2 separate regions of the Gossypium hirsutum genome follow, and region 2 is linked to region 1. A link is a contact called in public Hi-C data. All regions are on one chromosome and are shown on one strand. Each heading gives the region's core, a stretch centred on a gene start, on an enhancer-like site or on the middle of the called end of the contact. The rest is flanking DNA. Distances are from core to core; before and after follow the strand shown.

The links. A called contact is a pair of places that touch in the nucleus more often than the background predicts.
Region 2: a Hi-C map of leaf shows a contact between it and region 1, with 2.3 times the contacts expected there. The contact joins the enhancer-like site here to the promoter of LOC107888754 in region 1. A contact is called at or near these places in 6 of 34 Hi-C or Micro-C datasets (callus and leaf).

The regions. Positions count from the first base shown.
Region 1 is chrA09:41,836,172-41,840,451 of Gossypium_hirsutum_v2.1, forward strand. LOC107888754 reads right to left here and starts at 2,965. Exons shown (of 14, transcript XM_016812945.2): 1 at 2,556-2,965; 2 at 1,502-1,592; 3 at 1,268-1,352; 4 at 785-869. The coding sequence starts at 2,677.
Region 2 is chrA09:42,149,040-42,153,330 of Gossypium_hirsutum_v2.1, forward strand. No RefSeq gene overlaps it. Among protein-coding and RNA genes, the nearest start is that of LOC107889947, 6.1 kb to the left of the region's middle. Within about 2 kb of position 2,967, at least 7 of the 9 cell types and tissues checked have an H3K27ac peak or open chromatin away from gene starts, as enhancers often do. A contact at or near this core is called in leaf, where this site is marked.

The DNA.
Region 1 (4,280 bases), core at 1,715-4,214:
AATCTATAATGCGAATTTCTGAAGTTTACTTTATAAGTCACCCTCTTGGCCAAGTTCTTTTAATTTTAGAAGCTACAGACAGTTGAGCTAGCTCAACAGTTTGTTTTCTTTACCGTGAAAAGTTTGCATTAGAAATCACCATCCTGCCTAAGGCCTTTTGCCAACACTACTGATCATCTGAGCTAATGCAATTAAGAGGAAGGGAATGACAGAGCATTCTAATGGCCCACTTATTCCATGATTATAGTATCCAACAAGGTACAGGTGAATATGGATATTTGTCTATGTCTTATAAGATGAGAATGCTATCCTTTCTCAAACTTCTATATCTGTTGGTCATCACTGAATAAAATAAAATAGTATGATAATACAATAAAAACTTGGATGTCTTTATTTCCTTACATGCACTCAAGTTTTAAAATAAACAAGTCTAATAACATGGAAAATGCCATTAAGCATTGTTTCTTGATGAGTGGGTGAAGCCACATATGGGCTGAATACTAAATGCCCAAATCAACTCTTGATAAGGGCAGACAAAAATCCAAAATTTCAAAATGGTGAACACGATCTGCTACATATCCACAGACAGAGAACACCATCTAACCCCTGAATCAATTTATCAGAACCTATATCGTTCCACAGAAACAACAAAACGCATAAGGAAGATTTAAAAAGCAATATTGTCCGATTAAGTAATTATCAAAAATATGTATGATTATGTAAAGTAAATGATTTTAACAGGCAATGAATGAAAGTTTAATGTAAGTTTTTAACTTTAAGATACCTGAAATTGTCAATTAGAATAATTATTTCAAACACCAATAGTGGAAGGAAGACGACCTTCAAGCTTACAGCAGGAAATCCATAAACTGTGACAAAAAAATAATTAAAAAATGTTCATGAACATGCCCATAAAAGAAATAATGTAAGCACTAAAATGGTTTACTGCTATGTCACTCAAACTCAGGTGTGAGTGCAGATATGTGTCCTGGACATGTGTATTCAACTTTTTTCTAACTTTTATCATGTATTAGGAGGGTCCTTAGAGGGCCATACCCCCATATTCATATCTAGATATATGTCAGACACGGGTGTTAGACACAAGTGCTTCAAGAAAATTGAAGAACTGGAACAACAGAGGTTCTGTTTTACTTCAACTATGACTAAGAATTTAAAATTAGAAATAATGATAATAAAAATAACCTCAGAGATGAAAAAATTTAAACGAAATGACACAAAAACAATGAAAAGAAAGTTGGTTCTATACCATTTACACTCTCAAGATATATACAGAGAAGCAGCTCAAAAGCAATTAGTAGTGGTACTGCTACAATGGCATGACATGGTGCCCACTGTCCAAGCAAAAAAAGGAAAATAATTATGGTCATAAAACTGATTATGAATTTGAAACATTCACAACCAGAAGAAACCAGATAGAATTTATGTTTTCGATAGTCAATGCGTAATTCAAGTAAAATGTCATAGTAACAGACAGACATACTTGGCGATTATGGGGAACTGAAGGGGCAGGTAAGGAAAACCGTCCACGTGCAACAACTCCATGAAACATCCAAAGCGGGAAAAATATTGTCCTGCAATTGAATGTCTCTAAATAAAGCTACTAAACCCCAAAATCAATGAAAGGATTCGATGCTAATCGACAAAATTTCATAATCACAGGCTCAGAGGCATGTCATATTTATTTGCATTTAAATTGAAAACTACAGCATACAGATCCGCATATTCAAGAAACCTGTGTTCCCCTCTCCTCAGAACAACCACACTAGAAGAAAATGCATCAATTTTATTCATAAAATATTTAGCTCTTTGCTCTTTAAGAACATTGGTCACTGTGAATAGATCCAAAAGATCAAAAGACGAAAGAAAAGAAAGAAAAATAGAGATAACTTTAAGCATTCTGCTGAAAACCCAGATTTATAGCAGATCATGGCAACCCTCCACATTTCAGGTTTCATTTGAGGAGATAGCCATCATGTACAATTACCTTAACATGAGTACCCTAAAACGGTTTTAAGCAACTTTTCTGATATTTGTCTTCCAAGTTTTTTATTGCTTTGATTTCAACATGAACCCTTGATTCCTTTTAACATCTTTGGATTACATTAAAGATTTGGCATACAATTTATCTCGAATAACATAACAATATTGATTGCTTCACGTTTTATCTTATTGCAAAATCATTACTTTATCAAAACTATATCACAAACCCGCCAATTTGAAGACACCAAAAAGAGAATCATGTTTGACGACAAGCCTTCCCTATTTTCTACGAAACTGCTACAAAAAACAAACTAAACAAGCAAAAACATTTTTCCCTCCTGAAAATATAAAATTAAAAACAGACAAAAAAGATTAAGGCTTTCTTCAGCAACAGCAAGCGTTGGTAATTAATCATTTAAACTTGTATTAATCCCCGCATAACCAAAATTTTAAAAACAACAGTAATAAAACAGTGTTTGTAACTTACAAGGAGGACCTTTGTTTATAAACAACAGCAAGCAAAATCAAATTGAAAGGAAATAGAGAGAACTGACCACCAAGAGTAAGAAACAAGATGATCTAGCTTAAGAAGAAGCAGAAGCGTGAAACAAAAAAGCAAGCTATGGGCTGCCAAAGCCTGAGCTGACTTCAAAACTCTTCTCCAACTCATAATCATCTTCTTCTTCTTTTTCTTATTCTTCTTCTTCTTCTTCTACAAAAAGCAATTACTTTTTTTAGAAGAAGAGCCCTAGTTTTTACTTTTGGGGGGGGGACTTCTGTAGTGGAAAACGTAAAAAGGAAATAAATTCTTTTGGAGATTTTAGTGAGCGCCAATAATCCCATTCTTATGTACATTCATTTCTTTATTCAATTCACCCCGATGATTAATGAGTACAAAACAAAACGCATTTACTCTCTAAATTATCTCTCCCTCTATCTCTCTCTCTCTCTCTCTCTCATTTATTTTTGAAAGAAAAAAAAAAAACCTTCGCTTTCACGCCAATGCCTTACTTTTTCATTTTCTATTTTTTTAGTCTTTTATTACTTCACTAAGCTCTCCAGCTGGATTTTGCTCCATTTTTTAAAAAATATTCAATATTTTAGTGCCAACCACTAGTATTGCTTTTTTTTCATCTTGTATTACTATTTTGCCCCTCTACAATACTATAATCCTTTGCAGATTCTTTCTTATTGATTTGCCTATTTTGCCCCTCTATAATGCGCCTTTTTTTTTTAATTATTTACAACTTCAACACAACTTCTTTCATCATCTCGATAATTAATAATACAGTTAATGTCCTTAAACTATGATGATTATTTTGAATTTGTTTCTAAATTTTAAAACATTCTAATTATATATTTAAATCATCGATATTATATCAAGTAAGTCTTTCTATTATTGAAATTTTATGTAAAATAATTTAAAAATGAAAATTTTAATAAAAATGAATATTAACATATGTAATAATTAAATTAACGTTTTTAGTAATAAAAAAATATTATTGATATAATAATGATAATTCAAAGATGTAATTAAAATATTTTAAAATTTAAAGATTAATTTAAAATGAGGATCATAGTTTAGGAATATTTGATGTAATTAACTCTTAATAATAATGTAATATTATTTATTTTATAATCCTTTGTAAATTATTCATTAGTGACTTGTCTATTTTGCCGTTTTATGACGCAACTTTAGCATAGTCCGTCTGTAGATTCTATATACGTGCCTTGTTATTAACAAAGTTAGTTGTTAAATAATGAGGAAGACCAACTTTAATAATTATTGTTATACCGAATCATATTAGGATTCATTTGAATGTTCTTATCTCATACAAGGTTTTCAATAATTTTACTACTAGATTAAAGGCTAGTTTAGCAATGCTTTTGAAAAGTACTTTTAAAAAGTGCTGTGAAAAAGTACTTTTAAGAAGTGTTTTTGAAAAGTTTGGTTTAAAATTTGAGTGTTTAGCATTGCTGTTAAAAAGTGCTTTTGAGAAATAAAATGTCCATTTAGACATGTTATTATAAAGTAACAAATATGTATTTAAATAATATTTAAATTAGTTAATATTATTATATTTTAGTAAGAATATAAAAAAATTATTATAACTTCTTGTTAATATTTTAATATATAAAATATAAATTTTAAATATTTTTAAGCAATAAATATTAATTATTTATAAAATTTAATTAGAATATATAAACAATATTTTAAATATTTAAATATAACTATTAAATATTTGTAATTAGTATTTTAAAAATTATTTTTTTATTTT
Region 2 (4,291 bases), core at 1,717-4,216, 310 kb after region 1:
CCCTGCAAAACATATAACTTGGCAATCTTTCTCTACCCTTTCATTATAACAAGAGACCCTTTGGAAATCTTTAAAACCCCACTTTCAGCTATGTATCTGTACCCTTTTGACTCAAGAGTACTTAACAAAATTAAATTTCTTTTCAATTCTGGAACATGTCGTACGTCACTAAGTGTTCTAACAACTCCATCAAACATCTTAACTTTAATTGTTCCAACACTTGTGATTTTACACGAAGCATTATTTCCCATCAAAACAACACCTTCAGACACTGTTTCGTAAGTTGTAAACTAATCCCAATTGGGACTCATGTGGAAGGTGCAACCTGAATAAGTATCCACTCCTCGCTTACTTTAGAATCATTGACAAAAGCGACTAGAAGTTCACCATTGCGGTAGTCTTCTACAACATCAGCTTCACTGGAATTTTCTGGTTGTTTTACCTTTCGATTCGCAGCCTCCCTTTTAATCTTATTTTGTAACTTATAGCACTCAGATTTAATGTGCCCTTTCTTCTTGCAGAAGTTACAAGTTTTACCTATATTTGAAGACTTCGATCTACCTTTAGATTTACCACGAGAATTTCGTTACTGTTTCCTACCACGATCATCATCAGCATTCTGATCTTGTCTCCCACGAACAATGAGACCCTCTCCCTGAGAGTCGGGTTTAACCACAAGATGCTTCATCTTATCATACGAGGTTAAAGAATCATAAACCTCATCAACTGTGAGAGACTCACAGCTATATAAAATCGTGTTTCTAAAGGTTGAATAAGACGGGGGCAACGAACAAAGTAGAATCAACCCTAGATCTTCCTTATCATACTAAACCTCCATGGCCTCCAAGTTTGAGAGAATTTCTTTAAACACTGTTAAGTGTTCGTGTACAGATGCACCTTCCTCCAAATGATGAGCATAAAGACGCTGCTTCATATGCAACTTGCTTGTTAGAGTTTTCGACATACATATTTGTTCTAGCCTCTTCCATAATGCAGCGACAGTCTTCTCTTTCATCACATCCTACAAAATTTCGTTGGACAAATGCAGATGTAATTGTGTTAACGCCTTTCGATCGTTACGCTTCTTCTCTTCATCTGTTAATGCCGAAGGCATCTTATCTATCCCTAGAAGGGCATCCTCCAGATCCATCTGCACAAGAACTGCTTGCATCTTAATTTGCCGCAATGTAAATCTGGTGTTACGATCCAACATCAAAATTTCATACTTCAAAGACGCTATTGTGATTGAGATGAACATTTCGAAAGCTCTGATACCAATTTGTGAAAAATAAAATAAAATAAAAAATAAAATAAAGAACACACAAATTTTACGTGGAAACCCTTTCGGGAAAAAACCACGGGCAGAGGAGAAGAAAATTCACTATGTTAAAAATTTGAATCAATACAAGAGGAATAGACTTTATCTATTTATAGGCTTGTAAAGCCGTATTCTAGTAGAATTGAAACACCTTATCGTAATCAATATAAAATATATAGAGTTTAATAAAATTTAAAAAATATTATTCTAAAATAAAATAAAAGAAGTCAGTTCTGAATTTTACTTTTATTTTATTTTATATCGTATTTTATTTAAATAAGAATTTAAAAAATAACCTTTTGAATAATTATTAAAATCATTAAATTAAAAAAAAAACAATGACAAATTCTCTCCGTGATCTTGCTGATGGTGCTTCAGTTTCTGTCGGTGATCGAAACACTAAGAAGGTACGGTTCAAGGATCAGAATTCAGATTTGGACTCAGAAATGGTGGATGGTGTTAACCTAACACCGACTCTCTTGGAAAGAGATGCTTCTAGGAAAGGGAACTCATGACCAACAAGGAGAGAAATGAGGGGCTTTTTTCAGGAACGGATGATGACTTTGTTCTTTTAGACGGTGATATCAAAAGATCATCAGTTAATGGTATTCCATCGATCGAGTTCTCGGACAGGGTTAACGAAATCTTAGTCAAGAACATGGCTACCTCGGTGGTGCTTAAACTACCGGGGAGAAATATTGGATTCGCGGCGCTTCAAAATCGGATCTATGGTATCTAGAAACTGTCCATGCGCTTCAAAATGGGTATTTTCTGGTGAAATTTCAAAATCTAGTAGACTATGAAAAGGTATTATCTCAAGGGCCATGGACTATTATTGGGCAATATTTAATGGTACAACTATGGACAACGGATTTCGATCCCATTAAACCCTATTCGAGTGTGGTTATGACCTGGCTCAGACTCCCGGGACTTACAGGCCATATGTATATGAAGAAAATCCTGTGGAAAATAGGTGGTATGGTTAGAAAAGTTGCAAAATTGGACTTTAACACGGATGGTAAAGCAAGGGGCAGATATGCTAGCATGGCGATCTATATTAACCTGGAAAAACTCTTGATTTCAATGGTTTTGATTAACGGAAAAGTTCAGCGGATTCAGTACGAATCTTTACCGGTTGTTTTTTTCTCTTGCTGTCGTTATGGACATTTCAAAGAGAACCGTGGGCAAGTGAAAGAGATTCTGGAATATTCGGCCAGGAAAAACACGACGCCAGAAAATGGAATTCCAGAAACTGAACCGGCGGTGGAAACTGACCCTTTTGGACCTTGGATGCTGGTGGTGCGCAAAATGAAGAAACCATCTAAGGACCCACAAAATTTTGGAAAGAACAACACTATAAAGAAAGTTTTGGGATCTCGCTTTCAAGCTTTGAATAATTTAGAGAAAGAAAATGGAATGAACGTTGCGGGAAAAGAGGGATTTACAGATTCTTTGCGAAAAGATAAAAACCCTATAATTAAATTATTGCAAGGATTAGAAAAAGAAAATCTAGAAGTAAATTCCAATAAAGGTGGTCCAAAGCTTTTCAAATAAAGTTGACCAGGCCCAAGTTAATAAAATTGTTTCAGCGTCCAAGGGCGCTAGTGATGGAGGGCTGCTATTAAGCCAGTTGGGCTGTCAGGACTATGAAGGGCTCACTTAAGTTTAATGAACCTGGAAGCAGTCCAAATAAAGGGCCTTTGGGGAAGCAGGCCACTCCAGCTGCAAAATCAGGGCCTGAAAGTGATGGGCAGCTTCCTTATGTATCAACCCAAGATGATCACAACCAAGTTCAATCCAACTCTTGTTTTAATTTTGTTCGTTTCGAAAAAATTTCTGCTTTATTTGCTGTAGGTGCAAATGCGTCGGGACTGGAGCCATCCGTGCAGGCTAATGAATTTGATGGAGTTAAAGCACACTTCAATCCAACCTTCGAAGGTCCTGTGGGTGTTGGGGTCCAATTGTCCGATGGCGTTTTAGATCCTGATAAGCACACTGTTGTAGTTTTTAAGGAAAATTCGCACCCAAATTTCCATGAACTTGCTGAAGTACATTAACTTTGATGCCTTAGGAGCGGGTAGTTTAGGAAATAAAAATAGAAAAAATAGTGGCAAGTTTGGTATTGGTCAAGGAGGTTGGAAATTAAATAAATCATTAAGGGGAAATCTACTGGGAATTCTCGTATTCCTCTAGTTGAATCTATGGAGGCAGTGGTGATTTTTATTTTGTCCCAAATGGTGAATGAAACAGGAAATGGAGCGCAAGATAAAGTAGCTTCCAATTTAGTTGGTGTTGCTGATTCTCAGTAATGGTATGTCACTAATTTTCATTTTATTTTTCATGAATTTCTCAATTTTTTCTTGGAATTGTCAGGGTTGTGCTAGTTCCAGATTATAATATGGAATATAAATCGGATATTATTAGTTTGCTTGAACCCAAAGTAAGTGGGACCAAAGTAGATAAAATTATAGCACAGTTGGGGCTCGATACTTACATCCGTGGGGGCAATAGGATACTCTAGGGGTATTTGGATTGGTTGGAAAAATTCAGTTCGGGTTGAGGTGGTTCACAATCACCTTCAATTTAATCTCGCCTGGGTTTGGTCAATTTCTTCTTCAGTATCGATTTTTATTTCTTTTGTGTATGGAAGCTTAAATCGTCAAAAGCGTAAGGACGTATGAGAGGATCTTAGCTTATCAATTCCCGTGGGGCAAATTTCATGAATGGCTATTGGTGATTTCAATGTAATCTTGACACCTAATGAAAAAATTGGTAGTTTTTTAGCAGGTAGGAGATGCTCCCCTTTACAGGGCACAGAGGTAGGCTTTTTGAGAGATTGGATTACACACTAAAGAATGAAGCATGGATAAAAATTTTTCGAAATAGCTTGATTACCCATCTTCCCAAAACTAAGTCAGACCATAGAGCATTTTTTCTCAGCCTTAATCTGGAGATTTCTTTACCTAGAGGAAG